Linked DNA regions of Mus musculus: regions 1 and 2 are each linked to region 3. A link is a contact called in public Hi-C and Micro-C data. All regions are on one chromosome and are shown on one strand. Each heading gives the region's core, a stretch centred on a gene start, on an enhancer-like site or on the middle of the called end of the contact. The rest is flanking DNA. Distances are from core to core; before and after follow the strand shown.

Region 1 (2,841 bases), core at 134-2,633, 65 kb after region 3:
AGAGCCCTGACTTCCTCTGCAGAGCTGCTCCCTGTGTGGTATCTCATCTCATGGCTCTCTCTGGTCCCCCTGAGGGCTGACGCTGGACTAGCTGCTCTTCTGATGTTCCAGCCTGACCCCATCTGGCTGCCTAGAGGCAAAGACCATGGCTCAGGGTAGACCTTTACCCTCACCCCCAGAGCCAGTGAAAGGCTCTCATTAGGACCTCTGAGGCCAGGCCAGCAGTAGGCTCTTCCTGCCCTCAGGGAGAGCTCACTGCAGTAAAAGCCATTTGTCCTTGTCTTCTAGAATTTTGATTTTCCCTTATACGGGAACAAAACCAAGACTAGAACATTGAACAGGAGAAGGGCTGAGACATAGTTTCAGCCAACAAATGCTTGCCTGGACGACATGGTAGATTCCTGGGGTTCACTGGCCAGTCAGCTGAGCCTAACTAGTGAGATCAGGTCCCAGTGAACACTCCCATCTCAAAATCAAGGCAGAGGCTGAGGGGATGGCTCAGTGCACAGAGGTGTTGTACTGGCCTGACTACCGAGTGTGGACTCAGAGGCCACTCCTGAAGCGGGGTGGGGAATGGAGGTATCTCAGGGTAAAGAAGAGAGACAAGACGGGAGACAAGGATGGACATCTGAAGTCCTCTGACCTCACACTTATATGCATGCTCTCACACACATTCAAATACACATACACACACAACAAACAAACAAACAAACAACCCAAGATTAACGGCTTCTGAGGAACAACACCTGAAGTTGACTTCTGGACGCCACACAAATGCTCACTCTCACACACAAACATTTGTGCACACACACACACACACACACACACACACACACACACACACACTGTGGAAGGGTGAGGGTCAGGGAACAGGAAATGAGGCTCTCATCCAGCAGTCTCTCCCTGTGTGTGTGACTTGGGCAAGCCACTTGCCCTTGCCCAGCCTCTGCTTGCCCTTGTGTAAAACTAAATAGTGACACAAGTTTGTAGCAAACATCTGTTATAGGCACGTTCTCTTTAACAACTGCATAAGCAAGACATTTTTATCCCACTTTAGACAAAGACATTGAGGCAGAGAGGTTAGAGAGCTTGTCCAAGATCATACCATTTTTTTTGTTTTGTTTTGTTTGTTTATTTGTTTTTAGTTTAAGACTTACAATGCCCAACCTTCTAAAGTCCCTTTCAGTGCTGATAATTCAGTGATTCCAGACACAGTAGTAACCAGTACTTTAGTACTGATTTAGTTGGTAGCTCCCAGCTTTGGGCTGCTGAAAGGCTTGGCGACAGAGAGCAACAAAGAGTGAGGGATAATCACATTGGTGTGAAGTCTATGCACGACACGGAGCCAGGATGCAAAATACTGGCTCTCTAGAACATTCCACTACCACAGAAGGCACATAGCCCTCTTTAGGGTTGCTTTGTGAGAACTATGGTTGACCATCGCCACCTGGCGGACACATGTGGAACTGCATGGTGGAATTAATTCTTAGGGAGGATGGAGAAATCTTGACTATAACTTGGATATAACTTGGATACTGTCTATATTGTGTGTCAGGCATTAGCACGTGCAGGTACCAGGCCTGACCCCCAGTACAGAGAATCAGGACCTCAAAGACATTGGAGGTCTGTGTTTTTAGACCCAAGCCACAGCCAGAGAACCCCACGGATAGAACAGAAGGGTACTGGAATTTTGCTCAGCGCTCCCTAGTACCACCCATCTAAACTACTAGGCCTTTCCAGACAGATGACAGAACACATTCTTCAGGAATTATTTATGAAAGAAATCTGGGTACCAACAACATGGTTCTTACTGCTGACCTGCATTCGATACCCAGGACTCTCGTGGAAAGAGAGATGTGGTGCCCACCAAGATGCATATGCACATGGTGAGAATTATTTGGTCTAAAATGGCAGTGCTGAGGAGGAGAGTCCTGCATTGAGGAGCGCCAAGGACTCCATTTTTAGGTGTCCAACCCAGTGAGAGACCAAAGCCCATTTGGAAGAGGGGGCAGTGTGGCAGGAAAGTGGGCTGAGATCCAAGTAGACAAGGGATACATCTCAGCGCCACCTAGGTCACACAAATTCTTTGGACTTTAGTTCCCAGCTCTGCAAAGTGGGATTCACACACTGCTTCCATTCATTCTCCTAATCCTGTCATTTCTCCCTGAGTCATCCTTTCTCCTGGTTCACCACACTGGTATCTGGTAGGTCTGGTTGTCATGCCATGGCCACCTCCTGGCCTCTCTCACTTTTGCTCCACAACTTCTGAGTAGCAACCACAACACAGTATCTGAGTTGTCCAGTGCCTTCCCCATTCTTGACCTTATCCACTCTTCCCAGTCTTCCAGAAACATCTATGAGCTCTGTGAACGAATGAGTCTGAGTGAGGCTTGGGCTCCAGTCCCAAGTAATCAGACAGGGACATCTGTGTCTGCCAGTGACCACCTCCCAGCTCACAGGGAGTGGTGCTACTAGGAGGTATGGTCTTGTTGGGGTAAGTGTGGCCTTGTTAGATGACATGTGTCACTGTAGGGACAGGCTCTGAGTTCTCTCTCCTATGCTCAAGCTCCAACCAGTGTGGAACTCAGTCCCCCATTTCTGCTGCCTTTGGATCAAGAGGTAGAACTCATGGCTCCTCTAGTACCACGTCTGCCTGCCCGCTGCCATGCTTCCTGTCATGGGGATAATGGACTGAACCTCTGAAACTGTAAGCCAGCCCCAGTTAAATGTGTTCCTTTATAAGAGTTATCTTGGTCATGGTGTCTCTTCACAGCAATGAAACCCTAACTAAGACAGAAAGCTACACCTCGAATCCAAATGCCTGCCTGAGTCTGGTGTCAG
Region 2 (2,700 bases), core at 198-2,697, 110 kb after region 3:
CAACTCAAGAATTTGTGACCCTTTCTGAGGTTGTGGCACAGGATGCGGTGCCTTTATTCTCCCAAATCCCCTCCCTGAGTCCCCCAGCGGATCTCTGCAGAGCAGATGCCCAGGGCGTGGAGGAGATACAATGCCCTTCTTTGTGGGGGGATCTGGGCCAGCAGTCAGGAGGAAATTAGACAGTGCTCTTGACAGCAGCTCTGTCTGGGGTGTCTGTGAAATATGGGCCAGAGGGGCTCCTTCCCGAAGCCAGTCATGGCTGCCGACCACCCCCACCCCACTCTAGGCAAAAAAAAGGAGATTGCTTGTTTGGAAAGAAGTGATATATGGCACTCTGTTTCCTTCCCTCCTCTCTTGAGGGGGCTGGAGGGAAGCTCAGATCTGTTCCTGGTAGGTATATGTGCATGTGCATGTTCGTACACACATGTGTGAGTGGATGCCTGTATGTGTGCATGGACAGGCATGTGCATTGTATGGCTATTTTCTGAGCTCATTTGGTTCAAAATGTTGGGCGGAAAGAACAAAATGTAGACCAAGGGGGTGAGGAGGCGGCCTCTAGGCAAGCCGGAGGACCTGACTTTGAGTCCCCAGATTCCGTGTAAGTCTGGGTAGAGTAGCATAGTCTATGATCCCAGCGCCTCTATGGTGAGGTTGGAGGCAGAGACAAGAGAATCTCTGGAAGCTCCTGGGCCAGTTCCTGGGAGTAGTCAGTGGCAAACAACAAAGATACTCTGTCTCAAACAAGGACCAACCCTTGAAATGGTTCTCTGACGGCCACATGCGTGCCACACACAAGCAGTGGTATATGTACACCCCACACTCATGCATGAGACTGCAAATAGATAAATAAATAGCAAGATAACAACCACTTTTAGCATCCCTGCCTAAGTATAGACCCAGCTGAGGACCCACAGGAACTGGGACCTATACAAGATTATCTAGAGAGCCATAGCATGAGAGGATGGGGTGGCCCCCAACTTAGCACCTAGTCCCCTCATTCTGTCTTCTGAGCCATCCATCTCACAAGGTAGGGACTGTTCTCAGGGATGGAGCAAAGCTCCTATCTTGGAAAAGCTCCTGGGGCAGCTGTGGCCTTTGGCGCCTCCAGTGGCCCCTGAACCATTTATCTTCAAGGGAGGAAGTGGGGAGATCTTCCCACCCACCCCCCTACCCTCTTTGTGGTCAGCCAGGTCTCCACATCTGGGCCACAGCTGGCTGCTGAGCTGCCCGTGTAGACCCACTCTCCCCAAAGGACCAGAAGAAAGGGAGCTATCAACAAGCACGCTCCAGACTCAACCCTAAAGGGTCAGTCTCAGTTTCCACGTGGCCGATCCTTCCGGGAGGGGGGATGAAAGACTCTCAATAATAAGGAAAGGTCCAAGGACTGGCAGCTGCGGGGACTTCTGCCACTGCCGCTGCCGCTGCCACCCAGGATGCTGTGAGTGCCAAGAGGCAAATGAGTTCTCCGTGGCAGCCAGCCGAGGTGGGGGTGGGGTTCCTGTTGAGACTGGTAATCTCAGGCTAGGAAACCAAGATGCTGAGAGTAGGAAGGAATTGCACAAGCTCAAGTCTGTGTGTCTAAACGGTGCTTCCGGCTCGGTCCCTTCAGCTCAGTGCAGGCCTCTCTGAGAGCCACATGGCTCTACAAAACCGTGAACCAACAGACTAAACCCGAAGCCGGGTCCACGCCTTCCACTCCACCCCACCTCCAGTTTTTGAGGTTTGAATGTTTCTCTTACGTTCCTTCGTTCTTCTCTTCTCTCCTGGCTACCTGAAGACTGGGTCTTTTGAGCAAACCCTCTCTGCTCTGCCTGTGTGTAGCCATCAGATTTTCCTGACCCCGGGGAGTCAGAATTCTCTCCCAGGAGTGAGTTTCTCCCATGAAGAACCCAGATGGCAGGATCACACAGGAGAGAAAAAAAAAAAAAAAGATACAGTGGCTTTAGGGTCAATCAGATCCTGTTGAATCTCGGCTTCTCCTCTTTCTGCCGTGAAGTGTCCCAAGCTTTCCTTCCTCTTCTGAACCAAGACGTCCCATGACTCTGTACTGCAAGGGCCTGGCCTCTAGCCGGATCTCAGAGGATACAGGCAGCCAAGACTTCACCAGCTCTGACAACCAAATTGTCCAGAAAAACAGTGAAACTGTAGCAAGGAGGGTCCAGAGCAAATGGGTTAACAAAGGGACTTGAGGTCTCTAAGAGGAGAAAAGAAAATTGCTTCCCAGAAAAGTCAATGTAGGGGCTGGAGAGGTGGCTCATCATTGAGAGCACTGGCTGTTCCTCTGAAGGACCCAGGTTCGATTCCCAGCACCTACGTGGTGGCTCACAATCATCTGTGACTCCAGTTTCAGGGAATCCATGGGCATGCATGTGGTACACAGACATTTATGTAAGTAAAACATCCATACATATAAAATAAAAAAATTTCAAGTTTCCATAGTTTTACTACTCCTAACGATAACTATTTAAAATAGAATGAAATAAATCTCCTTTTAATAAAAAGCCAGACATGGTGGCAAATATCTGTGATGCCAGCACTCCTGTGGCAAGACGGGAGGCAGAGATCGGAAAGTCAGCGGGAAGCTTGCAAGCCAGCTAGCCTGGAGTACAGAGTCCAGCAGCTTGTACAAGAGTCTCCATCTCGGGGGCTGGCGAGATGGCTCAGTGGGTAAGAGCACCCGACTGCTCTTCCGAAGGTCCA
Region 3 (2,700 bases), core at 129-2,628:
TACCCCCACACTAGCCCAGAGCCCACAGCCCAGGGCGCAGGCCCCCAGTGAGTGCTCAACATCTGTCAATTGCTTCTGCAACCGCTACGCCTGTATGTTCCGCGCTGGGAACTGAACTAAGGTTTTTGTGCATGCTGGGCACCTTGCCAGCCCAGGAACCTCCGCAACCCCTTGAATGTTTCTGGAATCTTTCCAGCAAATTTTTAAAAAAAAGATTTATTTACTTTAAGTATGTGAGTACACTATAGCTGTACAGATGACCCGCTCACTTAGGTCAACTCCACTCGCTCTGGCCCAAAGATTTATTATTATACATAAGTACACTATAGCTGTCTTCAGACGCACCAGAAGAGGGCGTCAGATCTCATTACGGGTGGTTGTGAGCCACCATGTGGTTGCTGGGATTTGAACCCAGGACCTTCGGAAGAGCAGTCAGTGCTCTTAACCCTCTGAGCCATCTTGCCAGCCCTCCAGCAATTCTTAGGAGTTAGATGTTGCATATTCTTTACTGAAGTGCTTGGGACAGAAATGTTTGAGACTTTACGATATAATATATATACTATATGTAGTGAGTGGATCCAAGTCTAAACATGAAATCCATTAATGCGTCACATATAAATATATCCTGAATACAGTTTTGTACAGTAATTTTTAGTGTGCCTGTGTTTTGACTGTCACAGGTCAGGTGTGAGAATTCTCCATTTATATTGTGTTTACACTCAAAAGTTACAGATTCGTAGACACTTCGGGTCTCACAAAATTATAGCTGTTCAAACTGCTTTCCTCCCTTTTAGTCGCCAGCACACAGGCTAAGGTTAAAGTAGTCCCCCAGGGTCAGATGCCAAACCTGGCGACCTATACCTTCAGCCTTTAAAAAGTTCAATGCTGATTCACATCAAACATTAAAAGAAGTGTTCCAGAATAGGGCTCTTTCCTGTAACCTTGGGTAAGGATCCATCTCCTGGGTAGGCAGGTTGTTGGTTCAGCAGTCGTGGGCTGGGAAGATGTGTTCTGACGTGTGTGTTTGGGGTGAATGAATGGATGCCCACTCTGCTGGTGTGCAGCGAGAAGGGTTCACAGCAAACCCCAGGGGTACCCATTATCCTGAAAGAGCGACTCCAGGTGTACCCAGGCGTCCCGCATTGGGTTCAGTAAATGAAGTGCCTGCGCTCCACTGCCTTAGCCAGGGTGAATGAGTACGGATGACACGGGAGTGATGGCATCTCGGCCAGGAACGTGCCCCGGGGTCCTGCGGCGCTTGGCCAGTCGCGCGTGTCCTCTGCGCTGCCTAGCGTGACCGCAGCTTCCCGCACCCAGTGGGCCCGCCTCCGGGGCGGGACGGGGCGGCTCCCGGTTGGGCAGCCCCGCCCCGCTGACCCGGCTTCTCCCCCTCGTTCGCTCCTGCCCTGGCGTGCAGCGCCCCGCCGCCGCCATGTCCAGCTCGTTCGAACTCTCGGTGCAAGATCTCAACGACCTGCTCTCGGATGGCAGCGGCTGCTACAGCCTGCCGAGCCAGCCCTGCAACGAGGTCGTCCCGAGGGTCTACGTGGGCAACGCGTGAGTCTCTGGGAGGGCCAAACCCGTAGCCGCTCCCAGCGGGCCCCGACTACTACTTGGGGGCTGGAGTGGGGTCCATGGGGGGGGGGTGGATCCTGGGCGCGGTCGCCGACCTGAGAGCAAGAGCGGGTGCTGGGGACCAGCCTGGAGTCGACGCCTACTCCCCGCGCATGAAGCGGAGGAGCTGGACTCCGCATGCCCAGAGACGCCCCCCAACCCCCAAAGTGCCTGACCTCAGCCTCTACCAGCTCTGGCTTGGGCTTGGGCGGGGTCAAGGCTACCACGTTCTCTTAACAGGTGGCAGGGCTGTCTCTTGGCCGCGCGTCATGTGACAGCTGCCTAGTTCTGCAGTGAGGTCACCGTGGAATGTCTGCCTTCGTTGCCATGGCAACGGGATGACGTTACAATCTGGGTGTGGAGCTTTTCCTGTCCGTGTCAGGAAATCCAAATACCCTAAAATACCCTAGAAGAGGAAGTAGCTGAGCCAAGGCTTTCCTGGCTTCTCCAGATAAAGTTTGACTTAGATGGAAAAAAACAAAATGATAAAGACCCGAGCCATCTGAAAATTCCTCCTAATTGCACCACTAGGAAATGTGTATATTATTGAGCTCGTATGTGTTCTTATTTTAAAAAGAAAACTTTAGTCATGTTATTAATAAGAATTTCTCAGCAGTGGGAGAGAACCAATATTAACACCAAGATAAAAGTTGGCATGATCCACATTGCAGGAAGATCCACGTTGGGTTTTCATGAATGTGAAGACCCCATTTATTAAAGTCCTAAGCTCTGTTTTTGCACACTAGGAAGCGATGGCCGGGATGGCTGAGGGGCTGTAAGGATCTTTCAATGTCTTACATGTGTGTTTCCTGTCCTGCACCTAGGACCTGCTGCCTAGCCTGCAGCAGAGCCAGAGGGGTTTCACATGATTAGTCTCAGACACTTGGGGGCAGGTTGCATGTACTGCATCGCTTATTTCCATACGGAGCACCTACTATGTGTCAAACACCATATGGTGTTCACTCTTCAGAACGGTGGTGGTCATCATGGTGCATTTGCTGACGGTTGGATTGGTGGTAGAGAGCTGAGATATATGGACGCGCTCTTCAGCATTCTGTCAACGTGGCTGTGCATTCTTGCTCCTGA

The links. Hi-C and Micro-C count contacts between places; a contact is called where the count stands out from the background.
Region 1: a contact with region 3 is called in a Micro-C map of trophoblast stem cells, with 5 times the contacts expected there. The contact joins the enhancer-like site here to the promoter of Dusp3 in region 3. A contact is called at or near these places in 23 of 39 promoter capture datasets (the 3T3-L1 cell line, 3T3-L1-derived adipocytes, the C10 cell line and 13 more), 6 of 15 datasets of contacts at CTCF or cohesin (CD8 T cells, the G1E-ER4 cell line, the NIH/3T3 cell line and 2 more), 111 of 484 Hi-C or Micro-C datasets (2-cell-like embryonic stem cells, 8-cell embryo, the AML12 cell line and 62 more), 37 of 115 datasets of contacts at active chromatin or transcription factors (the 230-238 cell line, the HPC-7 cell line, the NIH/3T3 cell line and 23 more) and 6 of 9 other capture datasets (adipose tissue, embryonic stem cells, embryonic trunk and 3 more).
Region 2: a contact with region 3 is called in a Hi-C map of forebrain, with 2.2 times the contacts expected there. The contact joins the enhancer-like site here to the promoter of Dusp3 in region 3. A contact is called at or near these places in 1 of 484 Hi-C or Micro-C datasets (forebrain), 2 of 115 datasets of contacts at active chromatin or transcription factors (embryonic stem cells and pancreatic cancer cells) and 4 of 9 other capture datasets (adipose tissue, embryonic stem cells, liver and 1 more).

What each region holds. Positions count from the first base shown.
Region 1 is chr11:101,918,428-101,921,268 of GRCm38.p6, reverse strand. No RefSeq gene overlaps it. Among named protein-coding and RNA genes, the nearest start is that of Gm33662, 18 kb to the left of the region's middle. Within about 2 kb of position 1,383, at least 28 of the 459 cell types and tissues checked have an H3K27ac peak or open chromatin away from gene starts, as enhancers often do. A contact at or near this core is called in bone marrow-derived macrophages, cerebellum, embryonic limb bud and 2 more, where this site is marked.
Region 2 is chr11:101,869,063-101,871,762 of GRCm38.p6, reverse strand. No RefSeq gene overlaps it. Among named protein-coding and RNA genes, the nearest start is that of Meox1, 24 kb to the left of the region's middle. Within about 2 kb of position 1,447, at least 30 of the 459 cell types and tissues checked have an H3K27ac peak or open chromatin away from gene starts, as enhancers often do. A contact at or near this core is called in forebrain, where this site is marked.
Region 3 is chr11:101,983,469-101,986,168 of GRCm38.p6, reverse strand. Dusp3 (dual specificity phosphatase 3 (vaccinia virus phosphatase VH1-related)) reads left to right here and starts at 1,378. Exons shown (of 3, transcript NM_028207.3): 1 at 1,378-1,557. The coding sequence starts at 1,433.